2 separate regions of the Mus musculus genome follow, and region 2 is linked to region 1. The links are chromatin contacts, called in public promoter capture Hi-C maps. All regions are on one chromosome and are shown on one strand. Each heading gives the region's core, a stretch centred on a gene start, on an enhancer-like site or on the middle of the called end of the contact. The rest is flanking DNA. Distances are from core to core; before and after follow the strand shown. Region 1 overlaps Sik3 (SIK family kinase 3). Region 2 overlaps Sik3 (SIK family kinase 3).

Region 1 (6,749 bases), core at 3,041-5,540:
TCTGTAACAAGATCTGACGCCCTCTTCTGGAGTGTCTGAAGACAGCTACAGTGTACTTACATATAATAAATAAATAAATCTTAAAAAAAAAAACATATGAAAAAAAAAAAAAAAAAAAACTGTAAACGCGCTTTCCTGGCATGGTTATTTGTCTTTGTAAGGTTGCTGAGCGCAACCCAGAAAGTGTACTAACATTCCCCAGACAGAACCAACACTAACTGATACAGAGGAATGCTTTTGCTACCTGCCAGTGCCACTGGGAGACCACTAAAGGTCAGTCAGTCTCCTCAGTGGTTGTGTAATTAAATGGCTTAGACTCAATTAGGACAATTAAGGCAAGAGACAGGAGAATGGAACCTAGCAGGAAAGCCCATGACTAATGCTGAATCAGTTTCTAAGCGATTACCTCATCGAAACATCACCCTCCCATATTAACGCTCCCCACAATGGTCCCTGGAAGTACATCAAAGGTGTTACCCAAAAAGTACTCAAGATTGCAGGTCAATGCTGACATTGGGCACAGAAAAGCCGATGGGCACGTGACAGTTTGAACCTTTCCGTCCTCAAACTTCGGGATGGGAGAATCCATGGTTATGATTACAGGTTTCCATGCATACTGACACGCAATAACACCTCCTAAATCAAAAGCTGAGAGCCGCCGGGCGCGGTGGCGCACGCCTTTGATCCCAGCACTTAGGAGGCAGAGGCAGGCAGATTTCTGAGTTCGAGGCCAGCCTGGTCTACAAAGTGAGTTCCGGGACAGCCAGGGCTATACAGAAAAACCCTGTCTCAAAAAACAAAAAACAAACAAAAAAAAAAACCAAAAGCTGAGAGCCCACACTACCACTGCACCTCAGGAAAGCTTTAACCTCTATGCAGAAGGACTCAGAGACAGAACTAAATGTATATTAAAGCCACACCTTTAAAAATAGTAAAAATTGCCAGACAATTTTTGGCAATGGTTATGCATACCTTTAATTTCAGCACTTAGGAGGCAGATACAGGTAGATCTCTGAGTTCAAGACCAGCCTGATCTATAGAGTGAGTGTGTTCCATGACATACAAAACTACACAGACAAACCCTGTCTCAAAAAAAAAAAAAAATTAAATATGTAATTATTTTGTACACGGGCAGTTGCATGCGCACCTGTGTGCATGTACAAGTCACAGCACACATGTGGAAGAGGACAAGTTTCAGGAATTGGTTTTCTCCTTCTACCACGTAAGCTCCTGGGTCTGGGATTGTCACGCTTGGTGGTGTGTCTCTTTTTTTTTTTTGGTTTTTCGAGACAGGGTTTCTCTGTATAGCCCTGGCTGTCCTGGAACTCACTTTGTAGACCAGGCTGGCCTCGAACTCAGAAATCCGCCTTCCTCTGCCTCCCGAGTGCTGGGATTAAAGGCGTGCGCCACCACGCCCGGCTGGTGGTGTGTCTCTTAACCACTAAACCGTCTCACCAGCCCTACCCCTATGTAATATACATATTCAGTGCCTCCATTAATTATGTTCCTTGGGGTTTCTTCTAGTCTTTCATCCACAGCAGGCTACACAGTGACACCTTTATGGAGAACACTGTAGAGATTCTGGCTAGGTACAGTTGAAACTGGAATTCAGCTCTGGCAACAGCTGCCTGACTATCAGCAAGAGTTTACAATAATACAGACCCACCTATGCCTCTCAGCTCCGCTACTTAAAACACATAAGGATCTGAACAAGTTACAGCTTAACACCTGCTGCCCTCGATGGAACTGGGGACTCTCACCCTGCACTGCTGTGGAGGGCCTAGAAGGAACTCCATGAAGCACAGAGGATGGAGTGGGGCTCTGCAGATGGCAGTAAAGGCAGAGGGACTGTGAGCTGTAGACAGTAGGAACCGTATTAGTCAGTCAGCTCAGCTTGCATCTTCCTCTCTGCACCCCAGCTGTGGGATGAGTTACCTCCTGCCTAGAATTCCAAGAGGTCTCCAAAGGAAGAAGGCTCTGCTGTGAGGTCCAAACTAGCCACCGCCAGGCCTCGTCCTTAGCACCGTATCATCCCCTCCCTAACCTCGAGGCTGCTAAGAAAACCCTGTTTCCAAGGTTAGCTGAATTCTTCTTTTATGGCCTCAGGCCAACACATTCCTAGAGCAAATTTGAAAGCCGTTTGGCTTAGAGTCTTCTAGGGAGGGCTGAACATCCCAGATTTCTCAAGAGCCCCCATGTTTTGGTTTACCACACTCTGTACTTCGAGGCAGCAGTAGGTCTTGAAGGTCTTCCAGCCCCACACACCATTTCTGTCACAGACTGATATCTAGTCTTCTCCGACTTAGCAAGCAGGACCCTGCTTTCTAGGATGACAGGTTCCTGCCTTCCCCTACTCCTCTCTTACAGATGTGCAGCAGGACCTATGCTCACGGGGATTCAGAGAGATGGGACTTCTCTGACTTTGGTTCCCCCTACACCTCTGAGGGGTAGAGTGCTGCTCTAGGCTGTGGGAGGAACTTAGAGTACTTTCCTGGCACGTGTGCCGGGACCTGGGTGTGATTCCCAATTACTGTAAAACAAACTAATGTAAAATAATGCATTTACCTCATAGACACAGGCAGGCTTAAATAAGAAACGTATGACCATGTTATATGGATTTAATTATAACAAGTTTCTATTATGACTTAAAAGTTCCTAATCAATACACAAAACTGTAACAGAGACAGTTAGGTGCTAGGGCTGTGGCTTAGGTGGTGATTGCCTAACATGCACAAGGCCCAAGATCTGGTCCTCAGTGTGGCACAGAACAAACAAACAAACAACACCGCCTGTGGCGCAAGCCTGCATTCCCAGCACTCAGAAGTAGAGGAAAAGGATCAAAAGTTTTGGTCATCCTTGGGTATAAAATTCAAGGCCAACCTGGGCTATAGGCGGCACTCTCTTCTTGACTCTAGCTGCATATGTATCAAAAGATGGCCTAGTCAGCCATCACTGGAAAGAGAGGTCCATTGGACTTGCAAACTTTATATGCCCCAGTACAGGGGAACGCCAGGGCCAAAAAAGTGGGAATGGGGGGGCTGGTGAGATGGCTCAGTGGGTAAGAGCACCCGACTGCTCTTCCAAAGGTCTGGAGTTCAAATCCCAGCAACCACATGGTGGCTCAAAACCATCCGTAACGAGATCTGATTCCCTCTTCTGGAGTGTCTGAAGGCAGCTACAGTGTACTTACATATAATAAATAAATCTAAAAAAAAGTGGGAATGGGTGGGTAGGGGAGTGGGGGGCATATGGGGGACTTTTGGGATAGCATTGGAAATGTAAATGAGGAAAATACCTAATAAAAAATATTTAAAAAAAAAAAACCTCCCTCTGGTTTTTTTAATCAGCAATAGATTGAAAGTAACTCAATAGTTAAAAGTAAACCAGGCCCTTTCATGTAAGAGAAAAGAGGAAGGAGAGAGCTCCTCCCAAGGCTAGCAGAGAAACACTCCAGATACCAGAAAAGAAGGTATGGGTAGGACTACACAGCTGTGTGGATCGCCTACTTTAAGAGAGTGAATAATGGCCATACCCAAAATACCTCAGGAGGCTGGGGGTGTGCTTGGCGGCCGAGTGCTTCCTTCCTTAGCTAGGTTCAATCTCTAACAGTCAGGAGAAAGGAAGAAAGAAAGAAAGAAAGAAAGAAAGAAAGGAAGGAAGGAAGGAAGGAAGGAAGGAAGGAAGGAAGGAAGGGAGCGAGCAGGTGTGGTGGTACATGTCCTTGACACCAGCTCTCAGGGGGCAGAGACAGGAGGATCTGTTAGTCCAAGACCAGCCTGGTCTACATAGTGAGTTCTAGAACAGCCATGATTACCCAGTCCAGTGAGGCCCTGTTTTGAAATTTAAAAAAAAAAAAGTTTGTTGTTGGTCTTTGGTTGCTTGGTTTTGGTTTTTTGAAACGGGATCTCTCTGTATAGCCCTGGCTGTTCTGGAACTCTATCTGTAGACCAGGCTGGCCTCGAACTCACAAAGACCCACCTGTCCCTGCCTCCCAATAGCTAGGATTAAAGACATGAGCCACCACTGTTTGGCTTGTTTTGTTTCGATTTTTGTTTTTTTGTTTTTGTTTTTAAGAAAAAGGAAAAAAATCAACACTCTTGAAGACAGTTATGAGATCCACTGCCTCTGGGAGGCAACCTGGAGGGCTTCTCTCAGCCACTGCCACTTGGAACCCTTATTTTCTATAAATGGTGAAGCAACATCATTTCTTCTACTACATACTAAATGCCGATAGGCCAAGGCAGCATGAGGTGGCCAGCAAGTCTGACAAGTCACTTCCTGGGCCAGCTTGAACATGACACTTAACAGCTATGCTCCCTCCATGATCTCACTCCATCAGCAACTGAGGTTAATTTATTCCTTCTAGTCAAACTTCCTGACTTGCTAATTATGAGTCTGTGTGCAAGGCATTTCCACACTCAATGTTATTTATAACTCTAAGCTTACTTAGAAGGGGCCTCTGAACTATAACACTTCCTACCTTCAGGGCATGGAGCGGTTACATCCAATGCTAACTTTTCTAAATCAAATCCTAATCGCTCAAGGCCTACAAGATCGAAGCAAGCTCTTAACCTGAACTTCAAGGATTAAGTGACTACCATGCAGAGCACTGCCCCTGTTCGGAGAGATGAACTTCCTCCAATCTGGAAGGATAGTCCTCTAAACTTTGCTGAATAGCTTTTGCATGGGGGTAAATAACATTTCCAGAGGCAGGGATTAAAAAACCTGCTTAGTAGTTAAGAGCACCAGCTGCACTTTCGGAGGACCACAGTTCAGGTCCTAGCATCCACATGATGGCTCACAGCCACCTCTAACTGCAGATTCAGAGCATCAGACAACCTCTTCTCGTCTCCGATAGGCAACAGAATGCAAGTGGATGCACAGACATACAAACACTTATACAAATAAAATAAAACCAAATAGACCTTTTTCTCCCCCTTAATTTCCAAAGACAATGTTCTCCAAACATAAAATTTTAAATGACATCATCTGAAACATAGCTCTAATCACACTGGAGCAACACCCCAGCCCCTGACACTGCCCAAAAGTGCAGCGACCGCACCTCTCTTCTGGCTCCCCTACGGTGAGCACGTTATTTTTGGAGCAAGTCTATGAAGCAGCACTTTGTGGACGCTGGGCTCCATCCTCTGAATGTTCCCTTCACATTCCTTCTTAGTCCTCTCCCTCCTGGCACTGAGCCCCAAAACCTCAGCAGAATCCATAATGAAACACTGGGTTACTTTAGGGCAAGAAGGTTAAGCCTACGAAAGCTTTCTAATTGGAAAGCCTCTTCTGTGAAAGCAGATAGAGATTTGCTGGCTCCTCTTTCTCTTTCTCTTGTGTTCCAACAGGTAGCTGCCTCTCCTGGAACCAAGTGTAAAAGCCGGCCGGCCGGCCGGCCAGGCAGCATAACTCCAGTGCGGACAGGTGCTTTGCAAGCACAGTAAATCTCGGGGCAACAAATCAACAGGAGCCAGCTAACTTCTCCTGACGCACTGCTCACTGAGGTGCAAAGCCTCTCCGTTAAGACGAGCATTGAGAAAAACGAACATCTGCAAGAAAAGGAGCCCGTTCTCTGCCCAGAGAAAACTCAAGAAGGAAGACTTGCCACATAAAAAACTCTTTATTCCAGGGTTATTTTCAGTGGCACTTAACTGCAGGGTGGAGACCAAGGGTCCCAAACAAACCTACTTGATTTATTTTTCTCCTTTAGTAATTCTGAAATCCAAGGTTAGGTTTACTAAGGCAAGTCTGAAGGTTCATCAGAACCTCTGTTGTTTTAAAGAAAAGGAGAAATGCAAAACTATACTTGTAAATATAAGAGCTTGGGGGGGGGGTTGGTTGGTTGTTTTTCGTTTTTTAGAATTAATGGAACTTCATGGAAGCACTCTAGAACTTTCCAATCAAAACGAAAACAAGAATGGAATCACAAAAAGCATGGCGCTTCCAATGGCTCTCTTCTCCAGACTTCACTAAAGGTCTCTAAGGGAACCCTGAAGTTGGCTGTGCAGGAGAAAGACATTAGTGGAGTCCAAGAGAATGCTCTAGTTCATAGTTTAGGAATGTCTAATGTTTTACAGAGATAAAGAGGCCACGGTACAGAAACTGTGATTTTTTTTTTTCAGCAGTTTCCTAAACTCCACAAGAAGCTACCCAGTATGTAACTGCAGTACTACTTATCACACGAAGGTGACATGCCAGGCCCAAGGTGAGAAATCAAGGTCACTAAACTGAACTCCTGCAACCTCTTTAAGGAGGGTGAAAAGGTTCAACGGTCTCACTATATAGCCAGGAGGAACTGGAACTCTTGAATCCGCAGCGCTCTGCCTGCTGGCACTACAGCATCGGCCACGTCACCCCCTCCCTCCTTAACACTGTCAGGCTGATGGCCTTCCACTCCCTTCTCTGTAGGTAACCCAGCACCAACTCAACTATCCTGATGCTCTTCCTGCTCCCCTCCCATTACAAACTGAGGAAGCTGGAGAGAGAGAGGCCCAGTGCTTAAGAGCACTGGCTGCTCTTCCAGAGCATCTGGGTTCAATTCCCAGCACACACATGGCAGCTCACAATTATCTGTAACTCCAGTTCTTAGGGATCAGACACCTTCACACATACATACACATAAGCAGAACATCAATATACATAAATAAAGAGAAATCATTTTCTAAATGAGAAAGAAAATTGAGGGGGAAAAAAAACAGATTTCTTTTTTCTAAACATTCCCAAAGTAACGAGGGAGACTTTTTTAA
Region 2 (6,749 bases), core at 2,686-5,185, 120 kb before region 1:
ATAATATTAGAGATCAGGCTATCCTCAAGACTGAAAAACAATTTGGTGGTTCCATAGCCATTATAGCAAGTTTTAAAAGTATATTCTTAGTACCTTAGAGTAAGGTACTAGGTTTACCTGAGCCAGCGTCATTGATACCTTTAACCCAACTCTACATCATGACAGTTAACAGATTATAAATGTCAGCCTTGGGACAAGAAATGGCTCAGCAGGGAAGAGTGTATACTAGCTGGGTGGGGTGGTGTACGCCTTTAATCCTAGTACTTGGGAGGCAGAGGCAGGTGGGTCTCTGTGAGTTTAAGGCCAGCCTGGTCTACAGAGAGAGTGAGTTCCAGGGTAGCCAGGGCTACACAGAGAAACTGTCTTGAAAAACCAACCAAACACACACACACACACACACACACACACTCACACACACACACACAAACACACACAGATACACACACAGAGACAGACAGACAGACACACACACACACACAGAGAGAGAAAGAGAGAGAGAGAGAGAGAGAGAATGCCATAGCATGTTCTGTTGAAAATATCCAATAACCTGTGAAAAGTCCTTTAACTAAGAGATCTAGCTGAAGAAGGACTCATTTGCCATCAGAATGTTATCATATGATCCTGAGATAAGGAAGTGAAAAATTAAGCAATATGAATGTACATATTGCTGTTAATAGTGGTTCACTGAAATCACTCAATTATTTTGGTGACACCTCACCCAGAGGACTAGTGATAGCTATCTTTCTTTAAACTTGTAAGAAAACAGAATCTAGGGTAAAGTGTTATCATTAGAGATAACTGCAAAGACACAGAGAAAGACAGCCAAGAACCAGGGAGAAGGGCCAAGCATGGCAACGAGGGGAATCCACTTACATGGCAAATTTTAGAAGATATATAAAGTGCATTTTGAAAGCAAGGGACATACATGATTCTAGAGTGTAAAAATGATGTACACTCACAGACACACAGAAGACACACACACACACACACACACACACACACACACATTATTATTATTATACGTATATAACTACTAAGAAAGATCAGTCAAGCCAGGTGTGGCAACAATGCTATCATCCTAGTACCTGGGAGGCTGAGGCAGGGGACATCTTGTTTGAGGCCAGCTTTGGGCCACCTAGGAAGAGACTTTGAAATCACTAAAAATAGACAAAGCAAACAACCCTTAAAAGATCTGTTATAATGTTTTGTTTCCTATACGCAAATCTTTAAAGTGGTTCCCTTAAAAACAAAAACAAATACAAACAAACAAGGAACCCAGCACAGTTACTTGCAACTTAATAGGGAAAAAAAGGAGAGGACAATAAGACTCTAGGCTGGAGGTAAGAGACAGCTTCACACAGAGGCCAGAATGGAACGGAGAGCTTATACCCAGCATACTTAGGCTGCTGGTGAGATCCATGGTGGGGGTGGGGGAAATCTCTGAATAGAAAGTCCCTGACTGAAGACAGCAGTGTTCCACAGCTGCCCAGGAACTGGACGTTCATCAGAGGCAGGACACTAGATTTTAAGCGATCCCGCTCTAACAGTACCTGTTCCCTGACCCCCCCCATTCCCTTAAGAGGGGCCTAATTATTCTAATAATATGTTTTAGTTGCTAAACTTGACCTAATTAAAGAGCTTTGAGGAGGCCGCTCTTCTTGAGAAACACAAGAGTAACTCTTCTGAAGGGCTACCATCAGAAGCTCAGAAGCTCACTGGGCCATGCCACCCACTAATTAAAATGCCCAAGAGACATTCGTCTGGCAGTAAACACTAATTACCAAAACACATCAAAGCTTCTCAAACAAGACAGAATGATTCATTTTGTGATTTCCAAAATAAGGGATTTTCTTTCATTTAAAAAAAAAAAAAAAAAAACCTTCTTTACAAATGTCTAAGTACCTTATTTTTCTAAAATAGTTGGAAAATTCTCAAACTTGTTATAGAGTTCAGGCTAGTGTAGTGCAGCCTAGTTCTGTTTTATCTCCACAATGACACATTGGTTGTCCTTGGATAAAACATTTATACTGCCAACAGCCTCACCTCCCCTTGCTCTGTTAAATGGAAGCCAACTGTCACAAGCCAGGACCAATGAAAAAGCTCCTGCATTTGGGGATAAACTTGTACTCTTAAGAGTTACCATATATAACAAATCTTGAATTTTCAACATTTAAAAATACACTTATTACATGTTCACTCAGCGCCATGGCGGGGAAGAGTTAAGAATTTTGTGAAGAGCTCCAAGCTCTCCAACAGCTGCCTGTGCTGCTCAGAACCCTCATCACTCTGGGGTCCGGGCGGAAGGCATCAGTGGCAGCATACTGGGTAGCCTGGAATACGCACACCACCCAGAACTGCGACTACAAACATCCACACACTACTGCTGTAACTGTGGGTGTAGCTGTGGCTGTCACTTAAGCAGCTGCGGCACATCAGGCTTCCCCAAGTCCAGCACTTGACTCTGCTGCTCCTCGCTGGGCTCTGTGCTCCTCTCCTCCAGCTCTGTCTTCTGGGCTCATGTGCATTCACACCTTAGCCTCAGCTTTTATTTTCATGCACTGGGCTCCCCCCACCCATTAGTTTGCTCTCAGTCTAATATCAGGTGGGTGTGCCAGGAAACCAATGGCCTGCAGTTTCATTCCCTGTAGAAACCTGCCTTTCAGTGGTCTGCTGACAAATGGTTGCTTTATGTTCCTACAGACTCAGTGGGCAGGAAGCAAATATTCAAGTCCAGATGGGATATTTAACCTCTGAGGGAGAAACCCAGAACAGTAGCCAGCCTACACTTACACAGTCAGAGGATCTGAATCTACAGTGGGGCACTTTCACACAGTGAAACAGTCAAAGAAAAGCAGTCTGGACTTCAGCAGGATTCCAGCTAGAAGTAACTTCCTCCAGGCCATTTGGTGAGCTAGCTCTCCTGTGTCTTGGCTACCAATGCCAGCCCTGATAGAGTCTCAACTGTACCCAGACCTTGGCTTCTGATCAGCTTCTGATTCTTGCCCTTCCTTCCCTCAGCAGACATCAAGGAGACACCTGCTATGTAAAGTCTGCCATGCCGACCTTTCCCAGCACTAACTGGCAGCTTATTGTTGAAATGTGGTGCTGATTTAAGTGTTCTTTACTGTAACATGGCTCCAGCCAGCTAAAACAGAAATGCATTTCCTTCCCTTTTGAGGTCTTATCAAAAGTGGGGCAGAGGATCTCTTCCCACTTACCAGTCATGGCAGGTCACTTGCCATGGGTCCTCAGGTGCTCGCCCATGAAGTCTTTCAAACATCAGTGGCACTCTGAGGCTCACATACCCTCTGAGGGTGACAGAATAATGAATGGAGTCTGCAGTTCAAAAACACTACAGCACTAGCACACAGACCTGCCTCAGAATTCACTCTCACTCTGTCCCAGTCTACTGGGGCACCAAGTGGAGGTGGGATATGCTGTGGATATTCAAGTTCGAACCTTTCAAAGAATAAAACACACAGGCCAGTTTTTGCTTGCCTAGACCAGCAGCCTCACTGGCGTCTTAGAGGTATGCCACTAATAGAACAGAGGAAGGGAGCTAACATTTCTTAAAATAAGTCACTTTTCCACTCTGTGCAGACTGTCTCCTTCTTCAGAGCTGATGGAAACCACGGCAGGTCAAGCAATGGGCAAAACTGTTTCCTGAGATGGAAGGTGAGCGCAGCCTCACCTCTGCTGGTCTTGTGTGGTGGCCTGAAACCATGTCTGCCCTTCCAAACTAACCAGAGCCAGCAACCCTTTAGAGTGCTACTTGGTTCTATCATTTGTTCTTCCTACAGCCCTGGAAACAACTTCCTGTTTATCAAGCAAATGCTTCTTTCCAAAAGAGCCAGGGTGAGGCCAAAATAACTCAAGCTGCCCGCAAGCAGGTTAATGAGAGTGCTCACTTTGCTCTCCTATTGTCCTCAGACGTGAAGGTCAGGGTGCCGCAGGGTAGAGGAAGCAGGCTTGGTGCTCTGTTTCCTGGCAGAAACACACAGAGGGCTTCTGGGCGTGCTAGGGGTTCTTTTTACAGTCTGTCTAGCTTGCCAGTGGTCCGTGTTGTACATTTCTTCTCCCAGACTCACAATCCAACACAGCAACGCAATCTATGAGCTCCACCCCCCAAAATTCCCAGAAGCCAGCAACTTCTCACGCTGGTTTCCACCCTGTCTAGCATCACCAATTGGGGTGAACAGCCACCAGATTTCAAGATCTCTTGATAACATGCCTAAGTATTATCTCCAATTCTGCCCAAGGCTTTCTGCATCTGTTCTCTAAACAGTCACAAGTCACTGGGAAGAGAATACAAACAGGTCCCCAGTACCTTCCTCAATGGCTAAGTCTTACACAATTAGAGAAGAGAAGCAAGGCCCAGAATCTGATATGGGTGTGATATGTATCCGTGTCGTTTTAGCACACATGCAGATACACAACCTTCTCACTGTAATCAGGATGCAGAATTACTGCCAGTTTTTCTTCCTGGGGAGTTACTCCTTGGTGAGAATGTCTGCACATGTGCACACAAGTAAGCCTGTCTTACTTAACTCCTGGCTCCAAAAGATACAGAGATATTCTACTACCCCAAAGTTCTCCCTACTACTCTGTCATGTTCTAACAGATACAGTGCTCTTGCCTTAGGACCGCTGTTCTCTCCTGACTTTCTCCCAGCAACATGTGAACTTTGATCGCATTACAGCCTTCTCCGAGTCCTCCCTTGACTGCCCTTTGATTTTATCTTAGTGTGGGTGTTATACTGGCATGCTTCTCTGTGTATCACGTGTGTGCCTGGTGACCACAGAAGCCAGAAGAGGGAGTCAGAGCCTCTAGAACTAGAGTCACAGAAGGTAGTGAGAAACCACGTGGATGCTAAGAATTGAACTCTGGTCCCCCTTCAAGAGCGGCAGGGGCTGTTAACAACTGAGCCAACTCTCCACTGCTCCTCTGGCCCCAGACTTTTCACACTTTATCATCTTCTGACTAATTACACATCTATGTAGTTTGTGTGTTGTTTGTCTCTCCTACTAACAAGTGTCAACAGGGATTTGTGTCTTCTGTATTCATCACTGCTTCTTGTACTTGTGCACTAGCTGGCACATGTGAAGTACTTGACATGTGTATGTTGTTCAGAGAACAGTGGCATGGGAAATGCAACCAGTACAAATGTGGATGCAGGACCCACCCACCAACAGAGTTCTGACCATATATTTTTTTAAACTCACTTTGCCACTAAGCAGGTTTTGTAAACTAAGGGCATTTTCTGTTCTTTTTAAATACTTTTGATACCTAGCCCATTTACATGATTACATGAAGCATGACTGATTTTCACAGGGCTCCGTATCTCTAAATCCAAAGGCCTGTTTGCTTGTGATAAGGCACCTCCTCCTATCCCAAAAGTCTTTTAATAAAATGTTAATTGTGGTTTCCTGCAGTAGAAACAGATGCCTCTCATACTGTCCCAGTGTATCAGCACAGGTTGGCTAGTCTGAATGATGCTTCTATTCTTGAGTTCCTACACGTAGAAAAAAATATCATGCGGTGTGCTTCCGTTTGTGTAGGAGGAACAGAAAAGCAATGTTAAATGAATAATGTTAATTTAACATTAAATAAATATGACTGCTTACCGAGGTAGGACTTATCCCTCTCCTAGTGTTCTCTCCTTTAGATAGGGACTGTTTAACTCTAAATCTAAGACAGAGAATGTTCAAGGAAGGTCTAGAATCTTGTTCAAAGGCAAAGGAGTTATTGAGAAGTCAACTGGATGTGGTTCCGAAGTGGAATAATTTGAGTAGTGAGAGAATAATGACACAGGACAGGGAGGCAGCTCAGTGATAGAGAGGAGAGAGAAAGGGAGAAGATGGTGATGGAGAAGAAGAAGAAAACCTCAGTGGACTAAAGCACACCAGCCACATTCCAGTCCATGGACTCACAGAAAAGAAACAAACAACTCAAGTGGGTCCCACTGGACACTATTAGGGTACCAACTTGCTTGAAATCTGACCTTGCTACAATCTCTAGTTTTTTTAAAGCAAAGTTCTTTAAAACTGATAAATGTAGAAAGCATGAAAGAATTAGAAAACTACCAGTTTGCAACATTTGGGGTGAACTTTGCTCTGAGACATGGTCTTCCTGTGTAACCCAAGCTGACCTGAATCAAGCTTGCCATGGAACCTTGTCTAGACACAGACTCTGATGATCCCATCCCAGCCTCGGCAGTGTCAGGACTAGAAGGACGTGCTATTTGGACCAGGCGTCACTTTGTATTTTAGCATGGAACCATGTCTCTAGGTGACCATGTGAGAGGAGCAGCTTCAAAAACTGGCTAAGGTCAGAAAGGGATTACAGGGACACAGCTAAACCTGCAGGTTATCTGAACATCACTAAAGTGGAAACCAGTCACTATCCAAAACTTGAAGTGAACCAATGGAAGAGGTGTGCAGAATCCTGCCTCTCCACCAGGGAATTCCACCTACATTTAAGCAAACTGTAACCACAACTGGCACTTTACGAGAAAGTGCGAGAGCTAAGAGGACATGTTTCATGATGAGAGACATGAACAGCCAAATTTAGTACTTACACATCTTACAAGACAGTCCAGCTTTTTTCTTTAACATTTATTTATTTATTTTATTTATATAAGTACACTCTAGCTGTCTTCAGACACACCAGAAGAGGGCATCAGATCCCATTGCACATGGTTGTGAGCCATCACCATGTGGTTGCTGAGAATTGAACTTAGAACCTCTGAA

The links. Capture Hi-C pulls out chosen DNA fragments and counts their contacts.
Region 2: a promoter capture Hi-C map of adipose tissue shows a contact between it and region 1. The contact joins two enhancer-like sites. A contact is called at or near these places in 3 of 484 Hi-C or Micro-C datasets (bone marrow-derived macrophages and embryonic stem cells), 12 of 115 datasets of contacts at active chromatin or transcription factors (CD8 T cells, the HPC-7 cell line, astrocytes and 5 more) and 3 of 9 other capture datasets (adipose tissue, liver and pancreatic islet).

The regions. Positions count from the first base shown.
Region 1 is chr9:46,030,787-46,037,535 of GRCm38.p6, reverse strand. The region is part of intron 1 of Sik3 (SIK family kinase 3); the gene reads right to left. Among named protein-coding and RNA genes, the nearest start is that of Sik3, 21 kb to the right of the region's middle. Within about 2 kb of position 4,290, at least 61 of the 459 cell types and tissues checked have an H3K27ac peak or open chromatin away from gene starts, as enhancers often do. A contact at or near this core is called in the HPC-7 cell line, adipose tissue, astrocytes and 1 more, where this site is marked.
Region 2 is chr9:46,147,542-46,154,290 of GRCm38.p6, reverse strand. All of the region lies in intron 3 of Sik3 (SIK family kinase 3), which reads right to left. Among named protein-coding and RNA genes, the nearest start is that of Gm46110, 71 kb to the right of the region's middle. Within about 2 kb of position 3,935, at least 120 of the 459 cell types and tissues checked have an H3K27ac peak or open chromatin away from gene starts, as enhancers often do. A contact at or near this core is called in the HPC-7 cell line, adipose tissue, astrocytes and 1 more, where this site is marked.